Regions from separate parts of the Mus musculus genome. Here all the other regions are linked to region 3. Evidence: chromatin contacts called from public ChIA-PET, Hi-C and HiChIP or PLAC-seq data. All regions are on one chromosome and are shown on one strand. The core of a region is the stretch at or near the end of the contact, and the rest is flanking DNA. Distances in the headings are between cores, read along the strand shown. Region 1 overlaps Cdc14a (CDC14 cell division cycle 14A). Region 2 overlaps Cdc14a (CDC14 cell division cycle 14A). Region 3 holds the start of Slc30a7 (solute carrier family 30 (zinc transporter), member 7). Region 4 has its middle 45 kb from the start of Gm40124. Region 5 overlaps Cdc14a (CDC14 cell division cycle 14A). Region 6 has its middle 28 kb from the start of Gm40124. Region 7 has its middle 25 kb from the start of Rtca.

What was found. A called contact is a pair of places that touch in the nucleus more often than the background predicts. ChIA-PET counts read pairs in DNA pulled down with a chosen protein or histone mark. HiChIP or PLAC-seq counts read pairs in DNA pulled down with a chosen protein or histone mark.
Region 1: an H3K27ac HiChIP or PLAC-seq map of extraembryonic endoderm stem cells shows a contact between it and region 3. The contact joins the enhancer-like site here to the promoter of Slc30a7 in region 3. A contact is called at or near these places in 11 of 39 promoter capture datasets (cranial neural crest, embryonic stem cells, frontonasal cranial neural crest and 5 more), 1 of 484 Hi-C or Micro-C datasets (bone marrow-derived macrophages), 20 of 115 datasets of contacts at active chromatin or transcription factors (the 230-238 cell line, CD8 T cells, the SCID.adh cell line and 11 more) and 4 of 9 other capture datasets (adipose tissue, liver, macrophages and 1 more).
Region 2: a Hi-C map of muscle stem cells shows a contact between it and region 3, with 3 times the contacts expected there. The contact joins the enhancer-like site here to the promoter of Slc30a7 in region 3. A contact is called at or near these places in 16 of 39 promoter capture datasets (Sertoli cells, cranial neural crest, embryonic stem cells and 9 more), 1 of 15 datasets of contacts at CTCF or cohesin (embryonic stem cells), 6 of 484 Hi-C or Micro-C datasets (bone marrow-derived macrophages, cerebral cortex, embryonic stem cells and 2 more), 43 of 115 datasets of contacts at active chromatin or transcription factors (the 230-238 cell line, CD8 T cells, the SCID.adh cell line and 29 more) and 4 of 9 other capture datasets (adipose tissue, liver, macrophages and 1 more).
Region 4: a contact with region 3 is called in an H3K27ac HiChIP or PLAC-seq map of regulatory T cells, with 9 times the contacts expected there. The contact joins the enhancer-like site here to the promoter of Slc30a7 in region 3. A contact is called at or near these places in 4 of 39 promoter capture datasets (the C10 cell line, liver and pre-B cells), 1 of 484 Hi-C or Micro-C datasets (effector CD8 T cells), 13 of 115 datasets of contacts at active chromatin or transcription factors (the 230-238 cell line, CD4 single positive thymocytes, the SCID.adh cell line and 10 more) and 2 of 9 other capture datasets (adipose tissue and liver).
Region 5: a FOXA1 HiChIP or PLAC-seq map of pancreatic cancer cells shows a contact between it and region 3. The contact joins the enhancer-like site here to the promoter of Slc30a7 in region 3. A contact is called at or near these places in 8 of 39 promoter capture datasets (cranial neural crest, frontonasal cranial neural crest, hematopoietic stem and progenitor cells and 4 more), 1 of 484 Hi-C or Micro-C datasets (bone marrow-derived macrophages), 14 of 115 datasets of contacts at active chromatin or transcription factors (bone marrow-derived dendritic cells, bone marrow-derived macrophages, embryonic basal ganglia and 10 more) and 4 of 9 other capture datasets (adipose tissue, liver, macrophages and 1 more).
Region 6: an RNA polymerase II ChIA-PET map of effector CD8 T cells shows a contact between it and region 3, with 57 read pairs. The contact joins the enhancer-like site here to the promoter of Slc30a7 in region 3. A contact is called at or near these places in 12 of 39 promoter capture datasets (the 3T3-L1 cell line, the C10 cell line, the HPC-7 cell line and 8 more), 1 of 15 datasets of contacts at CTCF or cohesin (embryonic stem cells), 1 of 484 Hi-C or Micro-C datasets (nephron progenitors), 38 of 115 datasets of contacts at active chromatin or transcription factors (the 230-238 cell line, CD4 single positive thymocytes, CD8 T cells and 24 more) and 4 of 9 other capture datasets (adipose tissue, embryonic stem cells, liver and 1 more).
Region 7: an H3K4me3 HiChIP or PLAC-seq map of bone marrow-derived macrophages shows a contact between it and region 3, with 4 times the contacts expected there. The contact joins the enhancer-like site here to the promoter of Slc30a7 in region 3. A contact is called at or near these places in 3 of 39 promoter capture datasets (cranial neural crest, embryonic stem cells and liver), 2 of 484 Hi-C or Micro-C datasets (the HPC-7 cell line and bone marrow-derived macrophages), 16 of 115 datasets of contacts at active chromatin or transcription factors (the 230-238 cell line, the NIH/3T3 cell line, bone marrow-derived dendritic cells and 10 more) and 4 of 9 other capture datasets (adipose tissue, liver, macrophages and 1 more).

What each region holds. Positions count from the first base shown.
Region 1 is chr3:116,307,973-116,310,672 of GRCm38.p6, forward strand. Cdc14a (CDC14 cell division cycle 14A) reads right to left here. Exons shown (of 16, transcript NM_001080818.2): 11 at 168-327. Among named protein-coding and RNA genes, the nearest start is that of Gm46839, 51 kb to the left of the region's middle. Within about 2 kb of position 1,424, at least 6 of the 459 cell types and tissues checked have an H3K27ac peak or open chromatin away from gene starts, as enhancers often do. A contact at or near this core is called in extraembryonic endoderm stem cells, where this site is marked.
Region 2 is chr3:116,325,981-116,328,716 of GRCm38.p6, forward strand. It overlaps Cdc14a (CDC14 cell division cycle 14A), which reads right to left. Exons shown (of 16, transcript NM_001080818.2): 9 at 2,499-2,729. Among named protein-coding and RNA genes, the nearest start is that of Gm46839, 69 kb to the left of the region's middle. Within about 2 kb of position 1,376, at least 35 of the 459 cell types and tissues checked have an H3K27ac peak or open chromatin away from gene starts, as enhancers often do. A contact at or near this core is called in cerebral cortex, muscle stem cells, neural stem cells and 1 more, where this site is marked.
Region 3 is chr3:116,006,018-116,008,717 of GRCm38.p6, forward strand. It overlaps Slc30a7 (solute carrier family 30 (zinc transporter), member 7), which reads right to left and starts at 1,389. Exons shown (of 11, transcript NM_023214.7): 1 at 1,118-1,389; 2 at 817-918. The coding sequence starts at 1,197. Extl2 (exostosin-like glycosyltransferase 2) reads left to right here and starts at 2,280. Exons shown (of 5, transcript NM_001163514.1): 1 at 2,280-2,520.
Region 4 is chr3:115,595,496-115,598,195 of GRCm38.p6, forward strand. No RefSeq gene overlaps it. Among named protein-coding and RNA genes, the nearest start is that of Gm40124, 45 kb to the right of the region's middle. Within about 2 kb of position 1,281, at least 6 of the 459 cell types and tissues checked have an H3K27ac peak or open chromatin away from gene starts, as enhancers often do. A contact at or near this core is called in regulatory T cells, where this site is marked.
Region 5 is chr3:116,344,080-116,346,779 of GRCm38.p6, forward strand. All of the region lies in intron 7 of Cdc14a (CDC14 cell division cycle 14A), which reads right to left. Among named protein-coding and RNA genes, the nearest start is that of Cdc14a, 79 kb to the right of the region's middle. Within about 2 kb of position 1,377, at least 15 of the 459 cell types and tissues checked have an H3K27ac peak or open chromatin away from gene starts, as enhancers often do. A contact at or near this core is called in pancreatic cancer cells, pancreatic islet and trophoblast stem cells, where this site is marked.
Region 6 is chr3:115,667,978-115,670,677 of GRCm38.p6, forward strand. No RefSeq gene overlaps it. Among named protein-coding and RNA genes, the nearest start is that of Gm40124, 28 kb to the left of the region's middle. Within about 2 kb of position 1,449, at least 29 of the 459 cell types and tissues checked have an H3K27ac peak or open chromatin away from gene starts, as enhancers often do. A contact at or near this core is called in CD8 T cells, the HPC-7 cell line, the SCID.adh cell line and 3 more, where this site is marked.
Region 7 is chr3:116,481,651-116,484,350 of GRCm38.p6, forward strand. No RefSeq gene overlaps it. Among named protein-coding and RNA genes, the nearest start is that of Rtca, 25 kb to the right of the region's middle. Within about 2 kb of position 1,286, at least 43 of the 459 cell types and tissues checked have an H3K27ac peak or open chromatin away from gene starts, as enhancers often do. A contact at or near this core is called in the HPC-7 cell line, bone marrow-derived dendritic cells and bone marrow-derived macrophages, where this site is marked.

The sequences.
Region 1 (2,700 bases), core at 174-2,673, 300 kb after region 3:
CATACAGATAGATAGATAGATAGATAGATAGATAGATAGATAGATAGATAGATAGATGTTTTAAAAAGAAAGAAAAGATAGGTCTACGAGATATGTGTTCAATGCAGGAACAAATGGACAAAGAATGTTGGTGTTAGGGAGGTAGATGCCTCCGGGGGAAAACTCACCTCTCCAATCCTTTCTGTGCTTTGTAATTTGGATAAATTTGCACCAATAGACATATCATCCAGGGTAGAAATAATTTTTGTAATACTTCCCTCACTGGATGGTCTATTTTTTAGTTTGGATCTAAAAATGTCTCCTTGGACCCACAATGATGCTTGTTTTCTGGAAAGAGAGAGAGGATAAAATATTTAAGATAAACAATGGTCATCTTCCCAATGCTATGATATCTTAACAAGAAAGATATTAACAAAATATTTAACAACTAGACTAGAAAGGGGAAATATACCATTACATTTCTAAGTAAACTAAATATTTCTAAATAGATGAGTTTTTTTTTTAAATATGAACAATAGCTCAGAAATCCATCCACACCAGTTCACTAACAAGTCAGGCTCTATCTGTCTTCTATCTTAGAAGCTAACCCTCAAATCGTACTTTTGAAGCCTAGGATATATAAGCCAATGCTGTTAGGATAGCATAGAGTCACAGTTGATCTTCTATACCAGCTGTGAAAACAGGGATTTAAAACAACCTTCGTATTTCTTTCCTTTGTGCAAATGTTTAGAAAAGCGTAGCCTAGGCTCTTAAATGTTGGTATCTTCAAAGCATCCTGCCCTCACTCGTGTATCTTCCCAGCCTTCTACTTCAGGCCGACATGGATCAGAACCCTTATCTGATGCTTGACTCTTATGGGTTTCCAGCAGTAGTAAGAAATAGCAGAGTCCTTGACAGGGAATGTATAGGTCTGGAGACGGCTGATGAATTCATACAGGAAGAAGACCCAGGAACTGTTGCTCTCAGGGAAAGGTTCTGCCTTGTCACGCATTCAGACAAATTCTTCAAATACATGAAACACACAGACAGGAGGATTTAAGAATAAAGACCGAGCTGGACGGCATTGGCCCAAGCCTTGAACACCAGGAGGCAGAGGAAGTTGGAGCTCTGTGAGTTCAAGGCCAGCCTGATCTACAGAGCAAGTTCCAGGACAGCTAGGGCTGCACAGAGAAAAACTGTCTTGAAAAACTTAAAATGGATGGATGGATAGATAGATAGATAGATAGATAGATAGATAGATAGATAGCAGAATCCTTGTCCCTTAAGAAATTCCTACTTTAATAAGGGAGAAGTGAACAGCTGAGATCCAGCACGTTGAGGCCCTGTGACCGAGGCTCAGACAAGATCCAAGGCAAAGGGGCCCAGCCCTATCTAAAGAAATCAGACATTCCCTATGAGCTCAGAAGCCAAGTGTCTGTGTGCACATGCATCCACTCACATGTATGCACATACACACCTTTCTCTTTCTTCTCTGTTTCTCTCTCTCTGTGTGTCTCTCTGCTTATCTCTCTCCTCTCCCTCTCCCTCCCTCCCTCTCTCTCTCTCCCTCTTCCTCTCTCTTTTTCTCTCCTCTTCTCTCTCCCTCCCCCATAAGAAAGGAAGTCTTCCATTAAATACAATGTCATGTTACAAGGCAGCGGTTGCATGTCCCACCTTCTAAAGGTCATGTATGCTGGTGATGGCCAGCCTATACATCCAGGTTTGTAAAGTGCACCAGACGCCAGAATTGCCTACAGATACATTTCTCAGCATGCATTCCTGTCCTTAAACAATGCTGGGCCCTATCTGGAAAGATAAAGCAGGACTCATCCAGCCGAGATCATACCTCACCTCACCCCACTCCACCCCCAAACAAGCACAAGCTAAGGAAACTGCATACAGAACACAGCACTGGCTAATTCGGCTGAGCTTGGGGAAACGTCCTTTCTGATGATGGATCTCAGGTGCCGTGCTAAGATATTTAAATGTGATGCCCCAAATGCAGACATTGTGGTAGCGTCTTTAGGGATTTAAGAGAAAACAAAATGAAGTGGGAACAAAGGCTAAAGGAACTAAAGTGAAAAGGAATGTCAAATTCAACCATAGGTTATGAGCTGAAGAGCCGGCGCGTGCTGACAGCCCTAGGGTGAAAATTGCCAAGTGACAACTTCCACTTGCTTGGTTTCAAAGACTCAACCTGCCCCGTCTCTGGAAAGACTTGATCTAAACCTGAATATTAAAGATGAATAAGGTGTCAGAGCTGAAGCAAGTGTTGCTAAGCAATGATGTACGCAACTGCTTCTTGAGCAAAAGGAAGCGGCCTTTCACATAGAGAGATACCTAGCCACAGACGACATTCATCGCAGCAGCTTCTGTAGCACTGTCTGTCTCGCCTTAAAAGCCTCCTCTCAAACAAAAGAAGTAAAATGTGTCTTCTAAAGCATTTAACGTTGAAAACTTGGTTCTTGTAAAGCTAACACATCTATTGAAAGCCAATCTTCCAACATTATAGCACATTTTCCAAGAGCAAGAAATGGCTGGCCCTTCACTAAAAGATGCCGTGCTTGGGAGCAGCAACAGGAAGAGACTTGTCTCCATCTGGATGCAGCCTTTTGGGAGACGTGGCCAGGGTTGGGGTGATTGTGTGGGGCCACATCCTAGCCCAAATTAGTCAGATTTCAGCTAGACCTATGTGCCATATAAAAAATAACTAAGTAATTT
Region 2 (2,736 bases), core at 126-2,625, 320 kb after region 3:
TTGTGGGCTGGGGAGCTTTTGTTTTGTTTTATTTTATTTTGTTTGGGCTTTTTTTTTTCATCTTATTGGTTTTTTGTTTATTTTGATTTTTGTCTTTTGTTTTCTTGTTTTGAGAGAGACAGAGAACATGTCTCTGGGTGAGTAGGTAGGTAAAGAGGATAGGAAAGGAATTGGGGGGAGGGGAAACATGATAAAAAAAATACTGTATTAAAAAAGTATATAAAAAAGGAAAGCTATGCCCCCCCAGTCAGTTGATCCAAAATATAGCTTATAAATATACAGATATACACAGAACCTTGTCATAATAATACTGACTAGGAAAAGGCCAAATTAATCCCCTAGGGAAAATGCTGATTTTTTGTTTGTTTGTTTGTTTAAATAGGAAACTGAACTTCCTTCAAAAGAGACGATCGGCGTGTCCCATACTAAAGCTTCATTATCACACTCCATAGGCTCCCAGGTTCTGACACATGGCATATGGGAATGGTGGGCCTTGTCCTGCATGTGAGCAAACTCTAACAGCATGGGACCACCACCATGTTACCAGAGTTAGGTCAGAGGCTGGGTCCCAATTGCCCTTCCCCCTACCCCACCTCGAGACACACACACACACACACACACACACACACACACACACACACAGAGCCAAGTACAGCCACCTATCCGCAGTGGTCTAACTAAAGATATATGTGAGAGTAGAAAACAGAAAGGGGGATTCACTCAAGGTGTTGTAGTGAAGAGTGTGACCCCCCTCTTAAGACTTGCAAAGTGACCCGACAAGTTGTCAGTGATATGAAAAAGAGAGAGAGAGAAAGAGAGAGAGATCTCCCTCTAGCTGGCTTCTCCCATCAGGAAAATGCTGAGGAAAATCCATTTTCGTGGGGTTCATAATCTCAACAGCCTGATAGTCAAACGCGGCTGGCACAAGATTCTATTTAGAGTCCTTTCGTTCCCGCCGGGAGGGTTACAATAAAACAAACTTAGAGTGCCAAAGAAACGTTCAGAACAAGCCAGCTCTCTGCCCCAGGAGAGACCAGAAGCAAAGAAGAGAGCAAATGAACACCTTAGTCTAACAACCCAGAGAGAGGACTACTGTCCTGCAAGCCAGGGTCTTCCCCGCACAAAGAAGGGCGAGAGAAGAGCTGCGCCAAAGGTAGATGCAGCCTGGCTTCGGGAACCATCCCTAAATCGGGGGCCATGTGCCGGTCGCTTCCCTGTCTTCCCAGGCTGCTGGGAGAAGAACGCAGCCTGGCATCACTGCTCAGAGCTCACATGTTCAGCAAAGTTCCTCCACCTACTCAGATCTTAAACATAGAAACAAGGGCCTACAAAATGGTATTTTAATTTCTGTCAGAACCAAAGCCACACTGTCTGAATAAGGCAGTTACAGCAGCGCTCCGCACATGAAAAGAACAGTACCATCCCCAACACCTACTGGCCGATTTGCATAACCGTGCAACAAAAAACCGCCTTTGTGGACGCAAAGCCAATGTGAGCAGCGCCACCTCGCGGCACCGTGAAGAGCTGCGAGTGGCATGCTAGAGGCTTCATTCCCAGGAGTGATTCGTCTCCGCGGAAATGAAGATCACCAAACTAGAAAACCCACAGTGGAATCTGAGCTCCTTCCGACTTTAATGTAACGCTCAATTTTAACTGGAAATCTTGCGTTTTGATTTGTTAAAAGCTGGGACCTACACTTGCTCTACCTGACCAGTGCCCACTCCAGAAGCCAGGTATTCACTTGCACAGCAAAGTCTTCCAGTTAATTCTGAGACAACCCACATCGAGTAATGGGTGGGAAGACCCTCTATTCTATGAGGCATAAGACTTAGGGGAGGGGCGGCGCGAGGGTGGAAGAGTAGAGAGACCCGAAAGCCATCGAGAGGAGCTAGGAGGAAAGTCAGTAAACCTGCCAAGCAAGAATGGGGGTCCTGCAGTTAGAGCCAGACACTGTCATGACCCAGATATAATGCAGGTGCCCGTGAATGGGGAGTGTAGAGAGAAGAGAGCCCCTGGGACTCACGGGCCAGTCAGTGTAACCAAAAAGGCAAGCTCCTACTTCAGTGAGAGACCCTGTCTCAAAACTACAAAATTGGAAGACTTGAGTTGTCAAACTCTGGCATACACACGTGTGAACACACAGACACACGTACGCGCATATAGAAACACTAAATGTCAGATGATGGAAGAGTACGAAGAAAAGATGATCAATTCTGAAGGAAGCGTTACTTCCTTCTAGTGGTGTTCAGAGTCAATGCGCCTGGGCTCAGAAGAGTCACAAGTGCATGCCATGACTTGTCCAGAAAGCTGGGCCCCACCACCAAGGCGATTAATCCTTTCTTTAGGGAAGGGATTATTAAAATGGGCTCATGTTCCAACTATCTAGTACAAAAGAAAAACATCCCATTGTATCCTATCACCCGCAGGTCTGGCTCATTATTAGGTGGGTCTGGGCCCGCCCTTTCCCAGCACAGTGGCCGCTGAGAGCTCACACACACCTTTGCAGTGGACCGCGATGGCCCCCTCGGTGTTCTCACAGATGTTCAGGAATCTCCGCACGATGTTATCGCTGGGGGTGCTGCCGTCTATGAAGAACAGGTCATAGTGCTCGAAGCCAGCGTCTGTGAAGCGCTTCGCCTCGTAGATCTTTTTGTTCAATCTCACGATCGTGGTCACGTTGTTCTTTTTGAAGTATGGAAAGTAGGCTTCGGGAGCGTGGAGAGGGTAACCTACAGG
Region 3 (2,700 bases), core at 139-2,638:
AAGGGAATAAAATCTAGAAATGGAGTTAGCACACTTCAGAAGTGTGCTCATTCTGTTATTTGCAGAGCAGTTTCACAAGCCCAGAAGTTATCCCACAGCAAATACTTAAATTCCAGTGACTTTACTTCCTTAGCGACACCGGACTCTCTTCGACCCAAATCTTGACACCATAAAACAAAAACAAACAAACAAAAAAGCCCAAAGGTGACACCAAAGCCTTCAAGTCAAAATGGCATTCTCAGAAAACTGTATGGGATTTTCTACTGCAGTAAAGATACAAGGAAAATCCTAAGACAGTTTCACTGGAAAAGAGAATGGCATATGCTTTGCCAACGGTCTCTTCACAAACCTCTTCAAAAGTCATTCAAAGGCAATCATAAATTTAACAGGGCCATTCAGATCTTTCTCTCTCAGAATCTTAGGAGTGAAATCCAAAAAAAAAAAAAAAAAAAAAAAAAAAAGCCACACCCACAGGTAGGTTAGCTAACAGGATCCTCTCATTTTTCCTGAGGCATAGCTAAGGCAAGCTGTTAAAGAGATTCATTGCATCTGCCAAATAAAAAAGTAAAAAAAAAATATGAGGAGGGGGCCTGTTTGTCAGTTCTGTTTAATGGAGTTGCAGGAAATGAGAGTCCCCGATCTTAGAACTGCAGCCCTTCCCTTTTGGTGAGAGTACGCTGAGAGCAACTCAGCAAAAGTGGTAGTGGCAAAGGTAAGACGTGAACCTGCCGGTAAGGAGCTACGTGGCACTAAGCAAATAGTGGCTTGTCTCCCTCACCCTCTGCTTCCGCCCCAATCATCTTCCCCTTTGGTTACCAGTTGCTCCAGATGCCGTAGAGTAGTTCCACAAAAGCGAAAGAGAGGTTCAGGCACAGGAAGAAAAACAGGTTCCGGGATGTCTTGTCCGACAGGATGGACCTGGGCACGATACAGGTGATCAGAAGCAAGCAGGAGCCAAGGGGGTTGCGGGGACCCCTCAAAACCCACCCAGTCCGCATGCTCGTTCCACCACAGCAGGAGGGTGACGCTCCCATGCTGGACCTCAGGCCATCCTTAGCACCCAGCTTTGTCTCAGCATCCCGGGCAGCCCCCTCCCAGCAATCACAGCACCCCGCACCTAAACCAGCCTGAGATCTTGCCGAACAGATTGAACTTGGGTGGTTTGTATTCATCATCCTTGATGGACAGGGGCAACATCTTCTCCACCCGGCGAAGGGCCGGGTCTCCGTCCCTCTAGAAGTGACTCGGTATGGTGGCGGCAGTGACAGCGGTGACGCTTCAAACGCGGACCCCAAAGCGCTTGACCGCCGCGGCACCGCCGCGAGACACAGACACAGACACACACCCGGGAATTCGAGGACTTCCGGCCCGGGCCGCGCAACGCGTCCTGGGACGGGAAAGCGGGAGGCGGGGGCGGGGACTCCGGCAGGGGAGGGGCTTACGGGGAGGAGGCGGGGCTTGGGGGCTGCGGAAAGTCCGAGCTGAAAGCTTGGGGATCTATCTCTAGCTGAGCTAGGGGTCCTATCTCCTGAACTCACGAAAGATACCCCTGCTGGCTCTCTGCAGACGTGGCTGACTGGTTCAGGGCCCGCTGTCACCCACCCAGATCGCCCATCACTATCGTCCCCGGATGCAGTGCAGCCCGCTCCTGCTCCTTCAGCATTAACCCCCTAAAGGACCTCAAATCCCCGCTGTGCCTTAGGCAGCATCACTGAAAAGCCCAGGCGGCCACGTGCTGCGCCGCCACTGCACGGGATGTGCGAGAATGGCTTCCCGAGGTCAACGCTAAGGGAGTCCACCCCCACCCGCGGAAACCGTCACGCGGGACGCGATCGTTGAGTGCTTTGCAAAAGAAACACTTAAAGGTATTTTAAAACGTCCTTTAGGAAGAGGGCCATAGACTATGGCCTTGAGGTCCGCTTCTTGCTGTTTCTCCCCTGCAACCTCATTCGGTTGTAGCCCTGAAGGCAACCGCAGACAGGTTCCTTTAGCATCCTTGTCACCCCCAAGACAGTAGCTGTCACTATGGTCCATTTCAGGAGGTGCAGATACAAGCCTGTTGGGTGGGAGGCTGGGGATGAGCCTTGTGGGCCTGGGCTGGCTAGAGAGACACTCTCCAGCATCTTTCTAGGGGATTGTTTAGACAAGGTCAGCTGGCCGATCACGTGAATGATTAAAAGTTATTACCTAGAAGGGGAAACCCGGAAAGGGGGTCTGGTTTGGGGAGGTGGCTTGGAAACTACAAAACCGAGCTTCTTGGGAAAGCCTTTTTGCCTAACAGGAAGTGGAGCGTCACCCAAAGCGAGGGAGGGGTGGCCACTCAGGAACTGTCCCCTGCTCCAGGCACTCACTTTGCAGGCGGCGCATTTCCTAGGTTATCAATTGGACGGGCAGAGAGGTTGGAAGCCCGGTTTAGGAAAGGGGTGGAAAAGAGGCAAGCAAAGGAGACTCTCCTTTCGATTTATGCTAACCAAGCTGCAAATAAACCCGCTGGCCCCGCTGCAATCTTCTGCACTAGAGGTGAGGCAACTGTGAAATTCTCTTTCATTGATTTTATCTTTCCATTTGGGACCTCTGCTTGTTTTGCCCTCGTTCTTGGAACTTTGTGGGTAGGAAGGATTTATTCTGTAATTTAGATTTTTGAAAATAGATCTTGATTTTTTTTTAATGTTCCTCTTTAAAAACTGCTGGTAACAAACG
Region 4 (2,700 bases), core at 31-2,530, 410 kb before region 3:
CTTTATATGCCCCAGTACAGGGGAATGCCAGGGCCAAAAAGTGGGAGTGGGTGGTTAGGGGAGTGGGGGTTGAGGGGGGCATGGGGGACTTTTGGGATAGCATTGGAAATGTAATTGAGGAAAATACGTAATAAAAAAATATTTAAAGAAAAACAGAAAAAGAAACAGTCTCAGATACAACCCAAGTTTACTAAGTCAGAGTCTCAAAGGTTGAGGGAAAGACACATATCGGAACTACCACAGGTAATTCTGCTCAATAACCCCCAAACAGAAAGCTGTCTTCTAGTGTCTGTTAATGAGCAGAAGTCAGATGGCTGCAGATGGGGTACTTATGTCCAAGACACATCCCCACCAGTTGCCATTAAATCCTTAGAACAACTCTCATATGAGTTACAAAAGAACCTAACCATGTCTGTTTTCCCTCCTCTATGACTTTTATTCAAACCGAGCAGACAATAGTCAAGTGCCATCCACAGCCTCCAGAGATCTACAGTTCTGGCCAGGTGTAAATATGATCTTTCAAGAGACCTGGCTCTTACAGCAAGGACTCAGGGGCCTTCTTGATGTAGCATCTCAAGGACTCCTGTCTTACCCTCTGTCTCTGATTGGCCTCAACTCGTCAAGTTACAAGGAAGAAATGCTTTCGGTTTAACCTCAAGAAACAAGTGTGTTTAAAGACACAGATATGGAGAATAGAATTGAGTCTGTGATCAGGAGACATATGCCTACGTCTGGAGTTTTATCTCAGTGTGTAGTCAGAGCCTAGCTGTAAACATCTCAGGTTTGGGTAGACACTGAGTCACTCCATCTCCTTAATGTGCTGCCTGCCTGCAGCCCAGATCTCTCTTGCTGACCCATTCTTTACTGCTTCTGCCCTCTCTCCTAAACCCAAAGTAGATTATTTTTTCTAAGCTTTCTGAGACATCTGGGATTGTTGGTGATGGCTGAGAGAATCACTCAAGGAAAATCAATCAGATCAGCTTTTACTGGCTGTCTGGTTGTGCAAATGACTTTCCTTTCCTTGGACTTGGGAATAGCTAAGAGCTCAAGTGGCTTTGTCAATATGATACTCCTTTGTTCCCAAGCTGCATTGAGTCCTCATTTGTATTGTGCTGGAAATCAAGCATTCTCCACATGACTTGAATTCCTAGGGCATCTCTCTTTTTAACCAGGGTCACCAGGAGTTCCCTCAAAAAAGGCTGTTGTCAATCAGGTTAGGTCTGTTCCCAGGTGTTGCCGTTGCTGTTCCTTTCTCTACCACGTGGTGGCACTGTTCTCTGGCTGCTTCTCGCCTGCACCTGAATGTAGACATGAAACGTCCATCTACTACTCTAATCATGTGACGAATCCACCCAGTATCATACTTTTTTATTTTGTTTTGGTTTTCGAGACAGGATTTCTCTGTATAGCTCTGGGTGTCCTGGAACTCACTTTGTAGACCAGGCTGGCCTCGAACTCAGAAATCCGCCTGCCTCTGCCTCCCGAGTGCTGGGATTAAAGGCGTGTGCCACCACGCCCGGCTGTATCATACTTTTAATGGTAGCCTTTTCTCTGATTTTCTCCCTCTTCCCGACTTCTGTATCTGAGTAAGAGGCTGTTTATGAATATTTAGACTCGGCCATCACTGGGAAGAGAGGCCCCTTGGTATTGCAAACTTACATGCCCCAGTACAGGGGAATGCCAGGGCCAAGAAGTGGGAGTGGGTGGGTAGGGGATCAGGGAGGGGGGAGGGTATAGGAAACTTTGGGGGTAGCATTTGAAATGTAAATAAAGAAAATATCTAATAAAAAAGAATATTTAGACTCATCTGCCTGTATTAAAAAGAGCCTCTTCCACAGGAATCATAAACCAGGACCAAGAACAGTGCCAGCTCTTTCCCTCATTATAAAGACTGGCTTCTTGGGGATAACCTTAGTCCATAGTCATGTTTGCATCTCCTCCCTGCTCAGGAAACACCCAGATAAATCAGATGGGACCACTGATGTCTCCATTCCAGCAGATGTCCATGTGGGTTTCACCACCTCCTTCCTAGGCAGAAGACCAGGTTGTGGGAACAGACCTGCTGCTGAATTCTTATGCCATGCCTGCTGGGTACAGATCAGTTTCTTCCAGAAAGTTTCAGTGTTCTCAACTATGGAATGAGGATAGTAATTCTTAACCGGAAGGCTGGCCAGGATGTGATTGCCAATATAATACACAGAAGGTAAGTTCTTTCCTTAGGGATTACAAGGGTGGGAGTAAAATCTCCTGAGTATTTTTAAATACAAATTTAAATATCAAGACCTAGTGTTATTTAGACTACTAGATTAAGTAAGGGAAGACCATGTCATACAGAGACCCAAGATCCAAGGCTGTTGTCCATCCATCCCTAGAATCTTCCAGTTTCCTTTTAGTCCAGTTGCTTCCCACTGTATCTGCACTGCAGCCAAGAAATAAAGGAAAAGGACGAAGTGGAAACGGTACCTCCCTTTAAGGACTCACAGAAGTCTCCCAGAATACGTTTTCTTCATATTTGTAACTCAGTAGCAGCCAGATCCAAAGATGCTAGTTGGTCCGGGAGGCTATTGGGTATCCAGTTAGAAATACTACTAGTTTAAAGGAAGGGGAGAGTAGCATTGATGGGAAGTGACAGCTCTAGCCATGTCACTAATGGGGAGGTTTGCGACCAACACAAATACCTAAGCCAATAACCCACGTAAA
Region 5 (2,700 bases), core at 127-2,626, 340 kb after region 3:
CCCACCCCTATGTGCTAGTGAAGGGACTCCGCATGCTACCAAAGGAGAAATGTAAACACGGACCTACCCACAAGCCCACTGCTCTATAGTGGTGTCCTGTTGGCAAGATATGTTAGAGCAATGCTGGCCCAAATCTTGTGGGAGTCACCAACGAATATCTGGTTTGCCTTAAGGGCTACTCCACAAGACTGAGCCCAACCCAAAACTGGTTGGGTGACTAAGGACCTGGGATTAGATAGCCTAGGGACCTAGGAGAAAACCAAACACCACTGTTCAACAAAAAGGCCATAAAATGATTCCTGGTGACCTGCTGTATTACTAGATCGGTGCGATCATCAGCAGGGCTTCCTCCTACAGCATGTGGGAACAAACACAGAGACCCACTGACAGACAACGGGGCACTCCAGTGGAAGGAGTCTAAGAGCCAGAGAATGAAAAGAGCGAGAAGGCCAAGAAGACAAGGACTGAAGCACATACGAACTCACAGAGACTGGGGCAGCTTGCACACGGCCTGGACGGCTCTGCCCCACTGGGTCACCACGCTAAAGGAAGAAGTGGACACACGCTCCCATTCTTAACCCAGAACAAGCTCCCATTGAGAACCACTTGCAAATGTAAACTCAGTTTTCTCCAAGGGAGTCTGTCTCATGGGGGAAGCAAACAACCTTAAGGGCAGGCGTCATGTCTATCAGCAGATGGCCAACAGAGGCTCTACAGGTTCCTTGCTCTCTCTCCTCTCCCCCAACCCCATTTTCTTTCTTTATTTTTATTTTATTCTATTCTATTTTATTTAGACATATTCTATCTTCTTTCTTTTTACCCTACAGGTCCTTTAAGTATATATTATGGCTTCCAATTTAGTGTTTTTAAGGATTCCTGATTGCACAACCCAGCAGATCTCTGTGTCTCGTCTCTTTGTGCCTTTTCTTGGGCCCCTTTTCTTGTGTTTATTTGGTTTTTCCCTATTCCTATGTGTTAGATTTTCTTTTCTCTTATTATATGTCATCTCATTTTATATTATTCTATTATTATCCCTTCAAAGGAAGGGGGCGGGTCCAGATGGGAGGAGAACCCGGGGATGATCAACATATGTTATGTGAGGGGTAAAGAAGAAATCTATTTTCAATAAAGTGGGAAGGTTCCTATGAAAAGATCCATCCTGAATATCCCAAATCATTCCCAGTGAGTCTCACAATTGCAGTCAGCAACACAATTTTGCTTTGAAATCTGCGAGCCCATCCCTGGACTAAGGCTTTGTTGCCTGAAACGCTGGCTCTTTCACGGTTCACCAAATGACCAGGCTCCCTGGAGCCGTGCAAACAGCAAGACGCATTATGACAAGGAGTGCCTGGGCCACAGATTGTCACCAAAGTGACCCTTTCTTCAATTACTCATCGAGCACACGCTGATGGCACGCCCACCACGGCTCTGTGTTTCATGACCTTCTCTTTGATAGTCTGTGTGATGGGATAGACGGTCCACGTACAGAAAAGGAAGGAATTTGACAACAAAGCTTTCTAGACAGCCACCCAAACCCACAGCTCTGCTTCTAGCCCCTGGGTTCTTATTAATTCACGTAAAGGCAGGAGGACCACATTGTCACCAGGTCCTATTTATTGTCTCTGCTGATTTGTAAGAATCACACAGCACTGCCTGTGTAAGATACAGTAGCTGCCTCAACAACATGGTGTGGAAGGCAGAGGGATGATCCACTAGGTTTCTGTTTCAGTGTTTGTTTGCTCTGTGTGGTAGGTAGTGTTTGTGCTTGCTGTTCTCCATCCCCCAGGCCTGAATCACTCTTGTTAAGCAAATGTCTTTAGCAGTTAATGGTGTATTTAGTGGTATATCCTCCATGTTCAGACACTTGGGGCAGAGGTCCAGCACTTGGGGCTCTTTGGAGATGGCATCTGAAACATTTTATTTGGAGGTTCATTATAAGAGGACAAAATTACTCCCACACAGTTAGGTCCATGACCTTAAAAGACTCCTACACAAGGGAGGGGTTTATAAGATACACTCGTCATTAGCTTCAGAGTAAACCACGACAACTCACACACTATAGCTATGTGCATATGTGCATGAGATCAGAGTAAAACACCTCCACTCACACTACAGCTATATGATATATGTATGAGATGGGGTCTTCTTAGGAGTGGTTTTATCTCTACAAAGAAGTATTAAACTATAAGCACTCTTCTCTGTCCTTCTAAAAACTAAATGATAGGAAGCATTCCAAGAGAAGTTTAAGTCAATTCACTTGTTATAATGACCACTATGTGGTACACACACACACACACACACACACACACACACACACGTTTAAAGCAGTCTTGTCCATTATAAATGCACTGCCTTCTAATTTATGGGGTTGCTTTCTTTTCTTTCTTTCTAAAATGAAAAGGTTCTTTTGCTACTACTCACAGAGAGAGAGAGAGAGAGAGAGAGAGAGAGAGAGAGAGAGAGAGAGAGAGAGAGAGAAAGAGAGAAAGAATTTAAACAAGAAGATTTAAACAATAGCCTGTAAAATTATACTAAACGTATTAACCTTAAAGACAGACATAGAGGTTTCTGAACTTAAAGACTTCTATACAAGAACACAGAATATGTTTTTCCTCAAAGCCATGTCCTATGCACAGGAAATTTGTATCTAGTAAGGAAATTAAAGATGTAAATGGCCTTGATGAAAGGAAAATAGGCATA
Region 6 (2,700 bases), core at 199-2,698, 340 kb before region 3:
GTAAGTAACACCCCTCCATGGCCTCTAAATCGGCTCCTGTTTCCTGACCTGCTTGAGTTCCAGTCCTGACTTCCTTTGGTGATGAACAGCAATGTGGAAGTGTAAGCTGAATAAACCCTTCCTCCCCAACTTGCTTCTTGGACATGATGTTTGTGCAGGAATAGAAACCCTGACTAAGACAGGGATGCAGTCTATATGACAAAATACATGACAGGTATCTGCTAAGTGTTCTCAAGAAAAACGAGACATGGTGATGAACACCTGTAATTCCAGCACTCCTAAGGTTCAGATAGGAGGATCAGAAATTTGAGACTAGTCTGGGCTATATGGGAAGATACTGACATTAAAAGAATTTTTTAAGTCCCTATGATGTGCTACATTGTAAGGAAAATTTAAAACTATGGTGAATGTCATATAAAAACTAAGTGAAAAGATTAATAAAATGTACTAGATAGAGCCAGGTGTGGTGGCACACAACCTTAACCCCACTTAACCCCAGCACTTGGGAGGCAGAGGCAGGAGGATCTCTGAGTTCAAGGACAGCCTGGTTTACTTAGTTCCAGGACAGTCAAGGCTACTCAGAGAAACTCTGTCTTGAAACACACACACACACACACACACACACACACACACACACACACACAAATACCACCACCACTAAATGTACTAGATAAAAGAATGAGAAGAGACAGAACTAGAACTGTATATCATTGGCTTTTTTCTGGAACAAATAAATATAGAGTAAAATCATTGTTCTAATTTCATCCTGTTGCTGAGACAAATGCCAAAACAACTTTGGGGACGAGAGGATTTGATGTCAATTCGCACTCTGGGGTAACAGTCCGTCACCAAAGGAAGTCAAAGCAGAAACCTGAAGGAGAAACCATGGAGTCGGACTGCCTTCCTGGCTTTCTCAGCTAGCTTTCTTATACAGTCCAGACCCGCCTGCCTAGGGGATGGCACTACCCAGAGTGGGCTAAGCCCTCACACACACATCATCAAACAAAACAGTCCTTCATCAACATGGCTACAGAACAAGCTGAGCTGAGCTATTCCTCAGTTGAGGTTCCCTCTTCCCAGCTTACTCTAGCTTGTGTCACAACCACCTAGCTAAAAATTGTCTCCAGGAGGCTTGTAGGCTTCATTTCTGACCCCATCTTCCTTTTCCATATCCTTTCTATTTCCATTTATGCCAAGGCTTTGAGTCATCTTAGTTAAACCTCTGTCTTAGCTACTTCTCTATTGCTATGACTACACACCAGGTTCGAGGCAACATATAAAAGAAAGCACTTAATTTAGGGACTCATGGTCCAGAGGCATGGAATCTATGAAAATCATGGCAAGAAGCATAGCAACAGGCAAGCAGGCAGGGCACTGGAGCAGTAGCTGGGAGCTTACATCTGCTCTGAAAGCATGTGAGGCAGGGTGAGAGGAGACAGAGAAAGAGATAGAGAAAGCTAATTGAGATGTCACAAGCTACTGAAACCTCAAAAGCCACATCCACTGAGATACCTCCTCCAAGGAGGCCACACCTCCTAGTTCTTTCAAACAGCTCCACCAACTATAGAGTGACCACTGAAATAGACAAGCCTATGAGGGCCTCATTAAAAAAAATGAATTTATGAAATTCCTAGGCAAATGGATGGACCTGGAGGGTATCATCCTGAATGAGGTAACCCAATCACAAAGGAACTCGCACAATATGTACTCACTGATAAGTGGATATTAGCCCAGAAACTTAGGATACCCAAGATATAAGATACAACTTGCCAAACGCATGAAATTCAAGAAGAACGAAGACCAAAGTGTGGACACTTTACCCTTTCTTAGAAATGGGAACAAAACACCCATGGAAGGAGTTACAGAGACAAAATTTGGAGCTGTGACGAAAGGATGGACCATCTAGTGATTGCCATATGCAGGGATCCATCCCATAATCAGCTTCCAAATGCTGACACCATTGCATACACTAGCAAGATTTTGCTGAAAGGACCCAGATATAGCTCTCTCTTGTGAGACTATGCCGGGGCCTAGCAAACACAGAAGTGGATGATCACAGTCAGCTATTGGATGGGTCACACGGCCCCCAATGGAGGAGCTAGAGAAATTACCCAAGGAGCTAAAGGGAACTGCAACCCTATAGGTGGAACAACAATATGAACTAACCAGTACCCCGGAGCTCTTGTCTCTAGCTGCGTATGTATCAAAAGATGGCCTAGTCGGCCATCACTGCAAAGAGAGGCCCATTGGACTTGCAAACTTTATATGCCCCAGTACAGGGGAACGCCAGGGCCAAAAAGGGGGAGTGGGTGGGTAGGGGATTAGGGGGGTGGGTATGGGGGACCTTTGGGATAGCATTGAAAATGTAAACGAGGAAAATACCTAATAAAAAAATCTCTTTCAAATCACAAGCCCCACCCACAACCTTAGGCCTCCACGGGCCTTGCTCAAGAGCTGTTGTTGTCAGAACTCATACTACACAGACTTGTTCACATGCATAAGTGTGTGGGAGATATAATTCTCCAGGTCCCTCTGTTTGACCGTCTTCTGACTACTTTTCCCATTCCATACCACAGGCTCCTAAACTCTCAACCCCACAACTACAGCCCTGGCACTTTCAGAGTCTATCTGCAGCCAGATTTGCTTACACTGTCTTAGCAGCCCATTGTCTCCTTGTCTGGAGCTCTACACAGCTTTCCT
Region 7 (2,700 bases), core at 36-2,535, 480 kb after region 3:
ATTTGAACTCGGGACCTTTAGAAGAGCAGTCAGTGTTCTTAACCGCTGAGCCATCCCCCCCCCCTTTTTTAAAGATTGAACTTTTCAAAGAATAAATAAAAATGCTTTTAAAAGTATTGTTACTGTGGCTAGCTTTACAGGTCACTGTTTTAGAATGTCCAAGTAGGACTGCATAGAACAGACATGACCACCCCAACGAGGCTATGGTAACTGATGGAACTTAGGGCAAATCTTTCCAGTAGATAAAAACATCTTTGTAAAAACAGTTGTCCTGACTTATTGGGCCAAAACGAAATGCTATTGAAATAGAGCTCTGTAAGTAGGCACTGGACTCTTGTCACTTTTCCTCACGGTATGATTGAACATCTGACAAGAACATCTTAAGGGAGGAAGGGTCTGTTGTGGCTTACAGCTTGAAGGTGCAGTCCATCGTGTGATGTCAGGACAGCAAATGTGCAAGGCAGTTGGTCGGATAGTGTCCACAGTCAGGACTGATCAGTGATAAACACTGGTGCTCAGCTTGCTTCTCCTTTGTACTCTGTTGGAATTCCATCCAGCCCATGGGGTTGTGTGGCTTACACTTAAGCTTGTTCTTCCCACTGCAATTAGTCCAGTCTGAAAACACCTCTGTCTTAGGGGTTCTATAGCTGTGATAAAATACCACCACTAAAGCAACCTGGGGAAGAAAGGGTCTATTTGGCTTATGCTTCCACTTTGTAGTCCATCACTGAAGAAAGTCTGGACAGAGAGCCAAGCAGGGCAGGATGCTGGAGGCAGGAGCTGACACACAGGCCCATGCTGCGCACTGGCTTGCTCCCCATGGTTTGCTCAGCTTGCTTTCTTATAGAACCCAGGATCACCAGCTCAGAGGTGGCACCATGCCCCGTGGGCTGGACCCTCCCTAATCAGTCACTAATTAAGAAAATACTCTACAGATGGATCCTATGGAGGCATTCTCTCAAGTGAACTTGCCTCCTTTTAGATGACTCTAGCTTGCGCCAAGTTGACACAAAACTATCCAGGACACTGTCATGGCCACCCAGAAGTGCATTTCCATGGTGGTTCTAAATCCAGTCAAGATGGCAACGTTATCCATCACAGATGTTGAATGGTCAAGAAGATAGATCTGGCTGTTTGCTGTCTCTTAGCTCCAAGCACACCTTTCAAAACTCTGTTTCATGGGTGAGATGCTGTTTTATCATTTCCAGACTTCCTTAACACACGGCTTCCAGTTAGGGCTTCTGAAAAAGGGAAGGCCTGGGTGGAAAGGGGAAGAAGGTAAAAGAGAAAGGGCTTTCCCCCACTTCCAGTTCCTCTCGGGGCTGTTGTAGTAGCAGTGGCAGTGGTGGGGTTCTTCAGCCTGATTCCCTCCCTGACACACCTTTGCTATGTTTCTTTAACAGTAGGAAATTGGATCATTTTTTAGCTCTGGCTACTTCAATGTCTCTCCTTTGCTCCAGTAACTACATCTCTAGTTCTGAGTAGAAGATCACCTGCTTGCAATATCAGATAATAGAAGAGCTTACAACATATTGGGAATAGGCAAGACCGAAATTAGCATTTTGATCCTGGTTGACTTTGGGGACCATTAAAACACATTTGTAAAGAAGACTCAGCAGAAACGTCATGAGTAAACCTGATGGACAGTTGCCTCAGTTTCTACCCGTGAACTCATGCCTCTCAAACTCTTTCAGGCTAATACTCTGCCTGTATCTAGCCATCAGTCGGTTAAAGTTACTACAGTTCACAGCAGTCCAGACATTTCTGTCCTCTGACTTCCTGCTCAGATACTGTAGAGTGCTTGAACGTTGCATATGTTAAATCAACTGTACATACTGCTACCCAATTTTAACCACAGAAGATGCTTGCCAGGGTCAGAATAGGAAAGGAAGAGGTTATATCATTGCTGGAAGAGGAAATGCTGATTTGAAAGTCTCCAGAGTGGGGATGTGGCTCAGTGGTGGAGCTACCTTCCCTGGGATCAATGCCTGGCACAGAGAAATAAGATTGTGTGTGTGTGTGTGTGTGTGTGTGTGTGTGTGTGTGTGTATTTACTACTATATAATTACCACCAGGCAGTAGAATCTGCCTTCTTCTATGCTCTTAACTTGCTTTGTGTTGCTTTGATAGAATACTGACCAAAACCAACTATGCAAGAAAGGGCTTATCTGGTTTACATTTCCGCATAACTGAAGGAAGTTAGAACAGAGATTTAATCAGGAACCTGGAGGCAGGAACTGAAATGAAGCAGATACCATGGAAGAATGCTTCCTCATCAGATACCGTGGAAGACTGTTTCTTCATGGCTTGCTCCCCATGGCTTTTTCAGTTTACTTTTATACAGGCGAGGACCACAAGCCTAGAGGTGACAATGCCCAGTGTGCTGTGCCCTCCCACATCAATCTTTAGTGAAGGAAATGTCCCCTCTGACTTACGCATGGGTCAATCTGATAGAGGCAAGGCCTCAACTGATAACTTCTTTCCAGGTAAATTTAGCTTGTGTTAACAAAAGCACTAGGCAGCACACCCACATTGTTGACATCTACAAAGACCACAGATTATCTTTTCCTTTCACAATCACTTTTAATGTTCATTTTAATCTGAACATGGAGGGGACAGGGGAGAAATCCTGGTTCTTTCTCTCTTCTTTGTAAGCAGAATCTACTTTGGGTGAAGTGGACTGTTACACTATGGGAAGTC